Linked DNA regions of Mus musculus: region 2 is linked to region 1. The links are chromatin contacts, called in public promoter capture Hi-C maps. All regions are on one chromosome and are shown on one strand. The core of a region is the stretch at or near the end of the contact, and the rest is flanking DNA. Distances in the headings are between cores, read along the strand shown. Region 1 holds the start of Ikzf4 (IKAROS family zinc finger 4). Region 2 holds the start of Mettl7b (methyltransferase like 7B).

The links. Promoter capture Hi-C pulls out the DNA fragments that hold promoters and counts their contacts.
Region 2: a promoter capture Hi-C map of liver shows a contact between it and region 1, with 3 times the contacts expected there. The contact joins the promoter of Mettl7b here to the promoter of Ikzf4 in region 1. A contact is called at or near these places in 2 of 39 promoter capture datasets (liver and pre-B cells).

Annotation. Positions count from the first base shown.
Region 1 is chr10:128,643,828-128,649,963 of GRCm38.p6, forward strand. Ikzf4 (IKAROS family zinc finger 4) reads right to left here and starts at 2,166. Exons shown (of 8, transcript NM_011772.3): 1 at 1,894-2,166; 2 at 48-141. The coding sequence starts at 1,980. It overlaps Gm26876 (predicted gene, 26876), which reads left to right and starts at 2,057. Exons shown (of 2, transcript NR_152728.1): 1 at 2,057-2,093; 2 at 3,635-5,984.
Region 2 is chr10:128,956,345-128,962,564 of GRCm38.p6, forward strand. Mettl7b (methyltransferase like 7B) reads right to left here and starts at 4,644. Exons shown (of 2, transcript NM_027853.2): 1 at 4,097-4,644; 2 at 1,933-2,611. The coding sequence starts at 4,594. The coding sequence ends at 2,375. It overlaps Itga7 (integrin alpha 7), which reads left to right. Exons shown (of 25, transcript NM_001330160.1): 25 at 1,277-1,942. The coding sequence ends at 1,507.

The DNA.
Region 1 (6,136 bases), core at 916-3,415:
GCCTAGGTTAGTATTTTACCCACTTTCCCAGCTATGCACATACTTACTTTCACAAAATAAAGATTCCATTATAAAATGGTTGGAGTCCTGGGCCTGAGGCAAGAAATCCGGAGCACACCCTCCTGAGAGCTCCCTCTCCAGCTTTGGTCAGTGGGAAGAAAACAACCACTCAGGACTTGGGGACCATTTCCCATCGCAACCTCTCCTAAAGTCCCGTTCCCCACTCTATCCCTCGGAAGCCCGAGGAACCCTGTTCTCCGGCTATAGAAAAAGCCTTATGGCTTGAATCTGATTTTCCCCTGCTGAGGCTCCTTAGGCGAGCAACGGTTTTCTTAAGAAGTTGCCTTAAGACAGCACCAGACACAAACCATGATGTGAGCGGCTCAGGACCATTAAGACTTGTAGATTCAGGTCCGGTTTTAACACGTGCCCTTTCAACTGAGTTTACTGAGGCTAGATAGGTCAAAAAAGGTTAAGTAAACTCAAAATCCTCCTGCCTCAGCCTTTGGAGTACTGGGATTGCGTGCATGTACCACACCCAGTTTCTTGTTCTTTTCAAAGGTTAGTGCTGACCTACTACAAAGCACCCAGTATTAGTAAGAAGGGACCTGCTGATTCTAAAATGAGTGAATTTCTTGGAAATCCATATCTGGCCCAGTCTCCTGGAGCTGAGGCTGTCTCTACGACTAGGAGCTAGCTTTCTGGGAGACAATATTCTTAAAGGGAAGCTCAGGGACACTGAGGGAAAAGCATTCTTTGTGGCTCTCCCAATGAAGGGCTGGAAACAGGAGAGAAAGGCAGGTGCCTCAAGGCGCACCAGTAACTCCAGAGGCTCTTTGATGCTGCTGTCATCCCTAGGATAAAGGCAAGAGGGAAAACACACTCAAGTCTACTTTCATGGCACTAAAATCTAAGAAGGAATCTCTGTCAAAGGCCAGAGGGTCTTTGTGAGGCTCCAGAGACTTAGACTTCTAGCCTGAGGCTGACGGGGACAAAGTCAGATTTGGGAAACTCATTCGTTTCCCCTCTCAGCCTCGGAAACCCCAGTGAGGGAATTTCAAATGCCTGGGACTTCCAAGAAATCTCAGACTGTCAAAGCCAAGAATTAAGGCTGCTCTCAGGTATCAGAGACATTTTCTTGGTCAAAGCCATCGTAGATTGGCTGAACCTTCTGGGAGCAAAGCTAAATCGTGAGGTCCACAGCAAAGCAACTAGGAGGTGGAGAAAGGGCAGAAAGGCGGGGAAGGGATGGGGAGCAGTCCCACTAAGCTGAGCGGTCTCACACACCGAAAGAGACCGGCCCTCTCCTGGATCCCTTGAGTGGTTGCCTCTGGGGAATAGCCTGGAGCTCTGCAAGCCGCTGCACTTCTCTGAAAGGGATATCTTTCTCCAGCTTTCTCTTCTTGACCATGGGCTCCAGGTGGCAGGATGCTAGCCTGCTATCAGGGACCAGTCAGTGCACGAGCAAAGAAAGACTGCCACCCCCGGCTCTTCTCTATTGTGGGCAGGAGGCTGAGGCCCCTCACATGTCGGTTCCAGGCTGAAGCATCTGCCGTCAAAGCTCTTCTTCCCATCTCAGGTCTTTCTACTCTCCATTCCCACCCAGGCCTGTTTCGGTATTCCACCCCTGGCTGCTCTACCTCTGTCCCCAAGGCCTAATCAAGATGTCACCACAAGCTCCCACTGTCCAAGTCACGGTCTTCGCTTAGCAACACCAAGCACCCTTTCCCATCCTCCCCAAGTGTAAGGAGGAACGCCCCCTCCCCCCCCCCGCTATACACACAGCCCCCGTCCTCTCCCTCTCCTCAGGCTTGGGAGTTGTTACTGAATTGGTTCCCTAGCCCCATCACCCCCCTACCCCCCCTCCGCTAGCCGCCTTCTGCCTGAACTTACATTATCCTTCCCTTGCCGGTGAGACCCTGGGGTGCGAACGCGGCCGCCGCCTTGGAAACGGCGAGGGAGTGCGGGTGGTGTGTGCATGTCTGCGTCTCGGTGGCAGGCAGGGGTGAGCCCAGCCACTCACCTTCCAGGAAGCGTGGATTCCTGGAAGTGAGGGGAACCGCCGTCATTTCGCAGGCAGTGGCAGCCGCACGGTGAGCAGGGGCCCACGGCTGCAGCCGGCAGAACCGCTCAGCCCAGGGTGTATGTGCTGAGAGCCTCGTGTGTATGTGTGTGTGTGTGTGTGTGTGTGTGTGTGTGTGTGTGTGTGAGAGAGAGAGAGAGAGAGAGAGAGAGGGAGAGAGAGGGAGAGAGAGGGAGAGAGAGGGAGAGAGAGGGAGAGAGAGACAGGAGAGAGAGAGAGAGAGAGAGAGAGAGAGAGAGAGAGAGAGAGAGAGAGAGGGAGGGAGGGAGGCGTGGATGCGCTTGGGGAGGGGGCAGGAGAAAACGTACCAGTGTGTGTGTGTGTGTGTGTGTGTGTGTGTGTGCGCGCGCGCGCGCTAGGCTACAGCATCCCTTTTCCAAGACAGTGGAGAGGTGGGAATGGGGGTGCACAGGGAGTGGGGGTGCAGAGGGAGGGTAGGCAGATGTGTTTGCCCTCCTGCCCAACAGACAAAGAGGAGCTACAAAACAAATGCTTGAGAGGGGGGCAAGTGTATGTGTGTGTGGTGTGTGTGTGTGTGTGTGTGTGTGTGTGAGAGAGAGAGAGAGAGAGAGAGAGAGAGAGAGAGAGAGAGAGGAGAGCCGCAGGCTTGTGGGGAGGAGGAAGGGGGTGTCCCAGGGAAGGCCCAATCCTCTGCCAGCTAGGGAAGCCAAGGCCCCACAGGTCATGGGGCCCGGGACACAGGGGCAGCCTCCAGGATCTAGAAGTGGCAGAAGGCTCCTCCCCTAGCAAACTCAGGCTCCTTTCCATCTGCCTCTCCTTCTGACAATCCCCCTTCCCATCACTGACTAGTGGAGATCTGGGACCCTGAGCTTTTTCTAATCCCTGGTTGGGTCTCCCTGTCTTCCCTCTCTCCCGTGCCTCTGGGGCTCTGGCTTCAGGAGTCCTGGATGAATCCTGTCCTCTATCAGGAGAAGGCTCTTGCTCGCTTTCCTTCCAGAGGAACTGTTCACTGCTGAGCTGACCTACTTTGGAAGACTGCATTTTCTGATTCCAAGAATTTGGGATGGGAGGGGCCATGAAACTTTGGGCTGCCAATCCTTGCACCTCTCTCTCCTCAGGTTCTCTTAAATGTTTCAGGGCACCAGGATAAGCTCTGCTCCATTTGATTTGAGCAACTCAGTTTCTGTTTTCAGTGTCTGTGGTGGGTAGGGTGGAAATCTGTGCTGTAAATTAGTGGACTCTCGTTTCCCCCATTTCTTCCCATGGGAATTATCTGTACTTTTAGAAAGGAAGTTGGGGGGCGTGTGCTTTCAGAATCAGGTTCTATGAGATGGTAACATCCCTTAGTAGAACGAGAGGCCTCCTCTCTTTATCAGGTGGCCAGTGGGGGAGGCGGTGACCTGAGAAAGGGCCAGTAAAAAACCAGACACTGGGGACAACTCTCTGCTTTCGGATCAGCCCAGGAGAGGGATGGAGGTCAAAAATGGGTTCTTACATGCCCTATTATATACCCTCTTGGCCATGTCTGGCCCTGAAGGGGGCATTCTTTAGACCTAATGTCAGTGCTGCCCTGACTTTGTCTTTTTGAAGGTAGCTGCTGACATCTGGAGTTCTCAAAATACACAGGAGTGGTTTGAGTTTCTTATTCGGAGACTGTGCTGGGTCCACTTCGCATCAGGCCAGGCCTGCTTAAGCTTGGTTTCATAGCACAGTGAAGCCTCAGATATTGCCTGCTCGCGTCCAACATACTCCCGAGACACGACTGAGAAGAGCCCACGGCACATCTCCCTAGCCGCCTTCATGGCTTCTCGCTTGCCTTCCTTAGGGCAGGGATTGGATTCTATCCATCTGACAGTAACCACCCAGCACTAACAACTGGGTCCTTGGTGTTCTTGTTGCTCAACAGTGAATAAACCTGACTGAACTGGAGGTGGGAGAGTTGGCTGGTTCCTCAGAAGGGCCTCTTTCAGTTAAAACAGCCCACCTGAACTATGTCATTCTGTCCAGTATGAACTGTGTCACTCTGTGGCAGACACGACACACCTGTACCTGAGCCAGTTCCTTCAGTGTCGGTATCTTTCTGTGAGTTACCAGAGGATGAGGGTGATTCTCACGTGTGTCTGACTGATTTTACCCTCTCCATCTGTACATGTCAATAATTCCTTTGTTGGCTCCACTTTAGAGTAAACAAAATAACTCATAGTCCATTTTCACAATGGCACTCTGGCTTGCTCTACTGAGACAGACTCTTCACATTCTGTGTCAACCAGCCTTGAATTCATAATCTTCCTGCTTCTACCTCCTTGCTGTTGAGATTACAGCCATCATAATCTTTACTGTACTTTGTTGTTGTTTTGAGACAAGGTCTTGTGATATATCCTTGGCTGGCCTAGAACTACCTATGTAGATCAGGCTGGCCTAGAACTGCTTATGTAGATCAGGCTGGCCTTGAACAATACATAGAGATCTGCTTGCTTCTGCACCACCTTGCAAGACTCAACATTTCTACTTTTTAATTTTTTAAAAAAAATTATTTATTATACCTAAGTACACTGTAGCTGTCTTCAGATGCACCAGAAGAGGGTGTCAGATCTCATTACGGATGGTTGTGAGCCACCATGTGGTTGCTGGGATTTGAACTCAGGACCTTTGGAAGAGCAGTCAGTGCTCTTACCTGCTGAGTTCTTTTAACTTGAGTTTGTGCCACCATATAATTCAGGATGGCTTAGAACTCACAATCTCGCCTTAGCCTCCCACAGACTAGTATTAAAGATTTATGATATCATACCTGTTTCTTTGGCCCTGACATTCTAATAGGGTTTTGGTTTGTTTGTTTGTTTGTTTGTTTGTTTTTATCTTAAAGACTAACTTTCAAGCCAGCCTGGACAGTACACATTTATAATCTCAGCACTTTGGGAGTGGAGGGAGGGACACCGAGAGTTCATGTCCAGCTTTGGCTATATAGCAAGTGCAGGGCAGACCAGGCTATAAAAGTCTCCAATCTCAAAGGAAAAACAAACAAACAAATACTAACTCTGTCTTAGGCTCTTTCTTTACTCAGAAAATTGGCCTGATGAAGCTCCTGACTTCATACCCTGGAATGGCAGGGTGCTTGGTTTATGGAGTGCTGAGGTCAAGCAGGGCCTGGTACATGTCAGGCAAGTAGCTTACAGAGCCGTACCCCAGTCCCTCCTTATTTCTTTTTAACTTATTAAACTTGATTGTTCTGATACTTCTACAATGCATTCTTGCAATAAATAGGTAATAATCTATTCTTCTTCCTCTGTAAAGATATTTGGCAGGTGTGAGCAGCCTATAACATGATATCTTGTGGAATAGGTCCAGGAGAATGAGAACTGGGTTCTCCGTCCCTGTCTTTAAAGGATACAAACCAGTGGCCTCCTGGCTGAATTCAGACAGCATCAATTATTATTTTTGTTTGAGACAAGATCTCTCTATTTAACTCAAGCTGTCTTGATCTCTCTATTTAACCCAAGCTGTCTTGAAACTTACTATATAGACCAGGCAGTTCTTGAGCCTACAGAGATCCATCTGCCTTGCCTCCCTCCCCCCGAACCCCCAAGTGATGAGGACACACAGACCTGACTTGCCACATGGGCACTTTTAAAAATATTGAGTGATTCTTTTACTTACTTTGGGAATTGTTTATTTCTTTTTATTTTTAAAATGTATTTATTCTTATTTTATGCACATTGGTTTTGTTTTGTTTTGCCTGCATGCATATTTGTGTGAGGGTGTTGGATCCCTTGGAACTTGAGTTACAGACATAAATAAAATTTGTAACAGGTATGTATGTATGTATGTATGTATGTATGTGGCCTGGAACTCATTGTGTAAACCAAATTTGCTTCAAACTCACAGAAATCTGCCTGCCTCTGCCTCCTAAGGGCTGGTATTAAAAATATGAGCTATCAATCCCAGATTGGTTTTATTTCCTTGATTAGGGGTCTGATTCCATTGTCTTGTCTGGCTTCAAATTCATGCTAATCCTCCTTCCTCGGCTTTCCAAGTAATGGGGTAGCATGTTAACGTCTGGCTTGACTGGTATATGTATGTATGTATATGTATCTT
Region 2 (6,220 bases), core at 3,394-5,893, 310 kb after region 1:
GTATAACCAAGCACGCCCTTGGGGCTCTGTGGACTGCCTTGCCCACCTGCTATTTGACAAGCGTGTGTCATCAGTGAGCCAAGCTCTGGAGTGGCACTCATGCTGTTGAGAACTTGCCCAGTCTTAGGGACGATTAATGCCTTCCTTCAGGATTGGCCTCAGGATGCCTGTCCCATGCACTACTCCCACAGAACAGATAAAAAGGTCCACTTCCTCCTCAGCCTTCCCATCCTCTGCCTCTTTCCCCTTATCCTTCAACATCCCAGTGTGGCTTCTTCCGTCGGAACAGTCCAAGCTCCTCATTTCCAACCAACTATCACCGAGCCCATCTGGCCGTGCAGCCCTCGGCCATGGAGGCTGGGGGTCCAGGGACTGTGGGGTAACTGTTTGTGTGCATGTGTGTATACAAACATGCGTGTATATCTATCTATATGCCTATGTGTGTGAGTCTATGTACAGATCCCATAACTGGGGTGTGGGGGTCATGAATGTGCAGGGGTGTGTATGTCAGGAGTGTGCAGAATAGAGAGAGAAGTGTGTGCAAGGGAGATGAGGGTCCTAGTGTCTGAGGTAAGGAGTAATTAGAAAGGTGAGGTTTTAAATGTCAGCATACAGAGCTCAGCATGCACAGACAGTGGGTAGGCTAGGAGTGTGAGCATGTGGCATGTGGGGTGGCTCCATGCATGTCTCTTCTGTGGGAATGAGTGTGCAGAGATGATTGTGCAAGGAGACCTGTACGGTCTGAGCATGCAGGAGCCTTGGCTATTCTGAGTTTTAGTATGTAAGAGGTCTAACACCACCTTGGTAGGTGAAGGGTTAAGCTGTATTCATGGATTCAAGGACCCTAACCTAAAGGGTTGCAAACAAGCACACAGGTGTATGCATATGAGGTTGGAGGAGCAGGGGGTCTAGAAGGCTATTCATCCCTTGGATCTTGTATTCTAGGAGACACTACTGAGGTTTCTAAAGAAGTTTGAGTAGGAGAGGAAGGCTTGGGAGGTCCTGATGTTCAGCTTCAAGCCTCTCTTTCAGGGACCAAGGGAGATTTCCTTGGTTTTGTTCCTTGGGTTTTCCTTCTGGTTTTCCTCTTGCTAAGAATGAGAGCCTTGGACCCTGGTACTGATGGTAACAAACTGGGAGCTGCCCACTATGCCGGAAGCTGATCAGCCTACTTCACTTTTGCTTCAGCTGGTTCTTTCCAGCCCAGGGACTGTGAGGGGCCTCAAGGGGCCTCCGTTCTGCAATCTCCTCATGGTCTGGTTTGGTGTCTTTATAGCTGGGATTCTTCAAGCGGGCGAAGCACCCCGAGGCCACCGTGCCCCAGTACCACGCAGTGAAGATCCCTCGGGAAGACCGACAGCAGTTCAAGGAGGAGAAGACAGGCACCATCCAGAGGAGTAACTGGGGCAACTCCCAGTGGGAGGGCTCCGACGCACACCCCATCTTGGCTGCCGACTGGCATCCTGAGCTGGGTCCTGATGGACATCCGGTGCCAGCCACTGCCTAACATCTGCTGTCCCAAGCCCAGCCCGTGGGTTCCTTCCGCCCTTTTCCCAAGATGGCTCCTTGGGATGGAGATAGTGGAGTAAGTTGCTAGCATCACGTTGAGATATGGCAGGCTCTGCTTTCTCAGGAGCACAGATCTTTCTCCCACCAGGAGAACCACCCCTCCATCTTCCCCATACAATGCTGTGAGACGAGGGGGCATGGCTGGAAGGGCAGGCATGTCCTGATACAGGGTGGGGAGAAGGGGTTCTGAGCTCCCTCTCACCCACCCTGTAAAACCTGTCTTCCCCAAAGTGCCTTAGACAGAGGGTCAGGGAAGAGACTGTGTCACTGTCTCAGGGCCCTTTACTCCCAAGTCTCCCCTGCCCTCTGGCCTTACTGTGCTGTACCAGTCCAGTGGTTTTGTCTATTTATTAAAAAGTATTTGACAATAAAATCTCTGGCTGCTTTATTGAGTGCCGCTCTCTCATCCTAAGGTTTTTCTGCTCGCCCATTCCTCCGAACCCCGGGGACAGAGTGGGTAATGGGGAGGGAGGCTGAGGCAGCCTGGCAGGGGATACACGCATTGACTTGGGATTAGTTCCAAGGGGCCACATGGTGTAGTTTCAGAAGGACGCCAGGGAGAACTTTACCATAGGGACAAGAGAGAGGGAGAAAACGGTCCTAGAAAGGGGTTGGGCAAAGTCCAGGGCTTAGCAGTGTAGTTTTCTGTCTCTAGTGGCCGAAACTGATGAATGATCACCCTGGCAGCGGCAGCGGCGGCGCTGAGAGTCTCTCTCATGCTTTACCTGACCCCTCCTTAGAAGTACTGTATTGGGGTGACTTCTGGCTGCAGATGGGGAGATCAGATGGCATCCTTGGGGAGAGTTTATTTCACAGCTTTTCCCATGATGTGGGGCCCAACAGGTAACCACCTGAAGGGAGGGGGCTGCCATTCCAGCTGGACTTCGGAGAACTGTGCCCTCTCAATGTCTTTCCAGGTCTCTCTGGTGAGGTGGCAACCATCTCCGATGTGTTTCCAGGTAGGCTCTAAAACTCGCTGCCACAGGAAGGCCCGGCTTCCCTGAGGCTCAGCCACGTGCTCCCAGAAGAACAGTAGGCCTCCCTGGGAGGGAGGAAGTAAGGAGGGAGAGAGTTAAGGTCATTTGTATCTGCTCCATCTTGCTCTTTTTGTTTCAATTCTCTTCCTTCTCTCAGATCCAGCTTTGTCAGATCTCTGAAGTTAAACTCCCTAAGAGTTTATGGAGCAAATGGCTCCAGACATTACCTGTATGTCTAGCTCCTGTCCTCCTCACAGTGCATATAAGGAGCTTCTGGTAACTGGGTGGCCATGACAGGTGAAAGGTCTGTATAGAATTACCAGGAATACTATACAGTAGGGAACAGGAGCAACTGACTTCCAGGTGTGTAAACTTCGAGCATTGTGACATATTTGTCTACCTGTTCGTGCTCAAGAAATCTGTGATTAAGCTTTTTTGTTGTATTTTTTCTTTTCTTTTCCTTCCTTCCTTTCTTTCTTTCTTTCTTTCTTTCTTTCTTTCTTTCTTTCTTTCTTTCTTTCTTTCTTTCTCTTTCTTTTTTAAGACTGGGTTTCTTTGTGTAGCCCTAGTTGTCCTGGAACTCACCCTGAAGACCAGGCTGGCCTTGAACTTAGAGATCTGTCTGCCTCTGCCTCCCAAGTGCTGGGATTAAAGGTGCGCACCCAGCTATTTTGTGGTTAAGTTACAAAAAGTCATTAAAAAAAAGTCTTATTGTATTTTAAATACATTCACAAATTTGTGTTGGGCCACTTTCACAACTGACCTGGGGTTGTGGGTTAGATACACCTGCTAGATAGAGGTGTGATCCCAGCCTCTCCTGACATTCTGGTGTCCAGCATAACCCAGACATCCCAGGACTTCTGGCTATAACAGGACTTCCTCAGACCCTTTCCCCCAGTGTGCTCTTCCTAGGGAATTTGTCCACTCCCATACTGAAACTGCAGAAAAGTCACCGGGTCCAGAGCTCATTCTCTAGACCACATCTTGTTCTGACTTCCAGACCTGAACTTCTGATGCCCCGCGTGGCTTCTCTGCACAGATGTCTTAGTGGATCCTGAGACCCAGCACGTCCAGAACAGTTTTTCCATTCCAGCAAGTGGACGATTCATCCACGCCCTCTTCAGTTGTGCAAGCCAGAAACTTCAGAAATCATCCTAAATTCCTCTCTTTCCACACCCTGCTCAAACTCTCATAGACTCGACTCCCCCAACACTTCTACTTGAAGAGTTTTATTTCCCCCACCGCATCCTCCACTAGAACACTTTTAGCCTCCCCCTCCACCTCCTCCACACCATGATAACTTCTTAGACATCAATTTAAACTTCACCACCTTTGGTGTCTTCTCTAGCTTTCCTCACTCCCCTGTGTTTCCATAGTAACCTACGGTGCTCCTTCATGGTCAGATCTCCCAACCGTCAGCAGAGGCACAGGCCTAACAGGCCATTCTGATGGTGTGTTCAGCTGTCAGGTGGTGGGCTACATCAGCGTCCTTTGGAGTTGCCCTACTATGCTTACCTGCTCCAGGCCTATACCCTCCCTGGTCTACTCACCGGCCTCAGGACTCTCTGGACTTCCTGCAGGACCTTTCTGGGGCTCTGCACAGAACATAGCACCAGGGTACAGACCACCACATCCATGGAGCTGTCAGCCAGTTGTTTCATGTTCTCTCCGTAAGCCACAATGAAGCGCTCATATTGGAGGTGCCTGTTCTCAGCCATGCTCTTTGTCAGGAACTTCTCGAAGTTGGGGTTTGGGTCCACACAGGTGACCTTGCAGCCCTGTGGGTAGAACTGGAAGTTGGCACCGGTGCCGCAGCCCAGCTCCAGCAGGGCCACGTTGCCGGAAGTCCCCTTGAGATCTTTTATCTGGCTAAATAGTTCCCGTTTCTTGCTTTCCATCTTTTTGTAGGACCTGGCTGTTAGCATGGCCATGAAGTAAGGGAAGTAGGTTTTGCATATAGGCTGCCAGCAGCCCAGCAGAGCCAGTAGGTGTAGAGGTAGAGTCAGGAGCAGCACCAGCAGCTGCAGAAATAGAACCAGGGCATCCATGATACCAGCTCCTGGTGGAGCGTCTCGTGGAACACTAGAGTTTTGCCTCTGCCCAGGCTGGCAGATGTAAGTCTCCCCTCCTCCTCGGATAGGACTTTGCTCTTTGCCTCCTGTCTGGTAATTCTTTTAATGGGTGGAGCATGTATTCTTCTAGAATCATGGGTCATACAGTGTCACTGGCTTTTCAACAAGTTTTATGTCGGTGAAGGATCAAGGCAGTGCCTGTGTTGCTGTATTATAGAAGATAGTTGAGTATTCTGGCTTGCCTCAGAGGAAGCAGGAAGGGGGCCAGGTGCGGGGGCATGTTTCAGATCACAGCCTCATGGGGGCCAAAAGCTGGGAGCAGAGCAGACTTACTGTTCTCAGATCTGTTCAGGTTGTGCAAGCTAGAAACACCCTCTGGGATTTTATAATCAGCAAAATGCCTTTGTTGTAAATGATGGCCAAATAGAATGTACAGGGTTAGGCCTGATGGTTATGAGAAGGAGGGAGGTTACTGATCAGAAGAAAGATTCTGGGGCTGAAAACAGGCCTCAGCTACAGAGTGCTGGTGCTCGAGGCCCTGAACTGAAAGAGGGCAATTAAAAAAACCTGTGAAATAGTGTATTTAAAAATTTATGTATGTATGCATATATGCATTCCATGTATGCTCTTGAGTGTATGTGTGTTATGGTGCAGTTGTGGAGGTCAAATGACAGCTCCTGGGAGTTGCTTCTGTCTGTCCACCACATGAGTGCTAAGGATTAAACTCAGTTTGTCAGGTTTGTCAGCAAACATCTTTACCTGCTGATTCATCTCAACAAACTCTGATTTTAATGTTATGAGTGTGTGTGTGTGTGTGTGCATGTACATATGCATGTGTGTACGATATGTACCAAGGTGAGCATGTGGAGGTCAGAAGACAGCTTTGTGGAGTCGGTTCTTTCCTTGCCCCTTTATGTAGGTTCTGGGGGTCAAACCCAGGTCTGCAGACGTGCACAAAAAGCACTTTAGCTAGCTCAACCATCTCACTGGCTCTAAGAAGACACTTTTTTTTTTAGATGAATACTCATTTCAAATTCAAGGCCTCTAGACTACATAAGTAGAAGAAAAGGAGGAGACAAGGAAGGAAAGAAACAAAAAGGGCAGGCAGGGAGTGAAAGAATCTGGAGACCTGAGATTAGTCCTGGTTTGGCTATGAGCTCTGTGAGAATGTTCTTACGTATCAAACAAGGAGAAAGAAGCGGTGTGGGGTCCTTACATGACTTCCAGTGTCCTGCCATGCTCCTGCATTTGTATGACCTATGGAGAGTGGGGGTAAGAAGCAAGAAGCTGCCCCAAGAGTCCTTGGGAACGTGATGACAACTCAGTACAGTTAAGTTCACGACCAGGTCAGGGCTGGCATTGATGAAGGGGTTCTCCCAGCATCCTAGTATAAACTCCTATGTTGTTAAAGTCCTGGTTTCTTTTTTTCCCTCATATGCCTGAAGTCTCCCTTAGTGTCTCAGTAAGTCCTCATGGACAGTTTTGAGGGCTGCATAGCAATGCCAGTGGCCCTTTTCTTTTCTTCTCTTTTCTTTTCTTTTCTTTTCTTTTCTTTTCTTTTCTTTTCTTTTCTTTTCTTTTCTTTTCTTTTCTTTTCTTTTC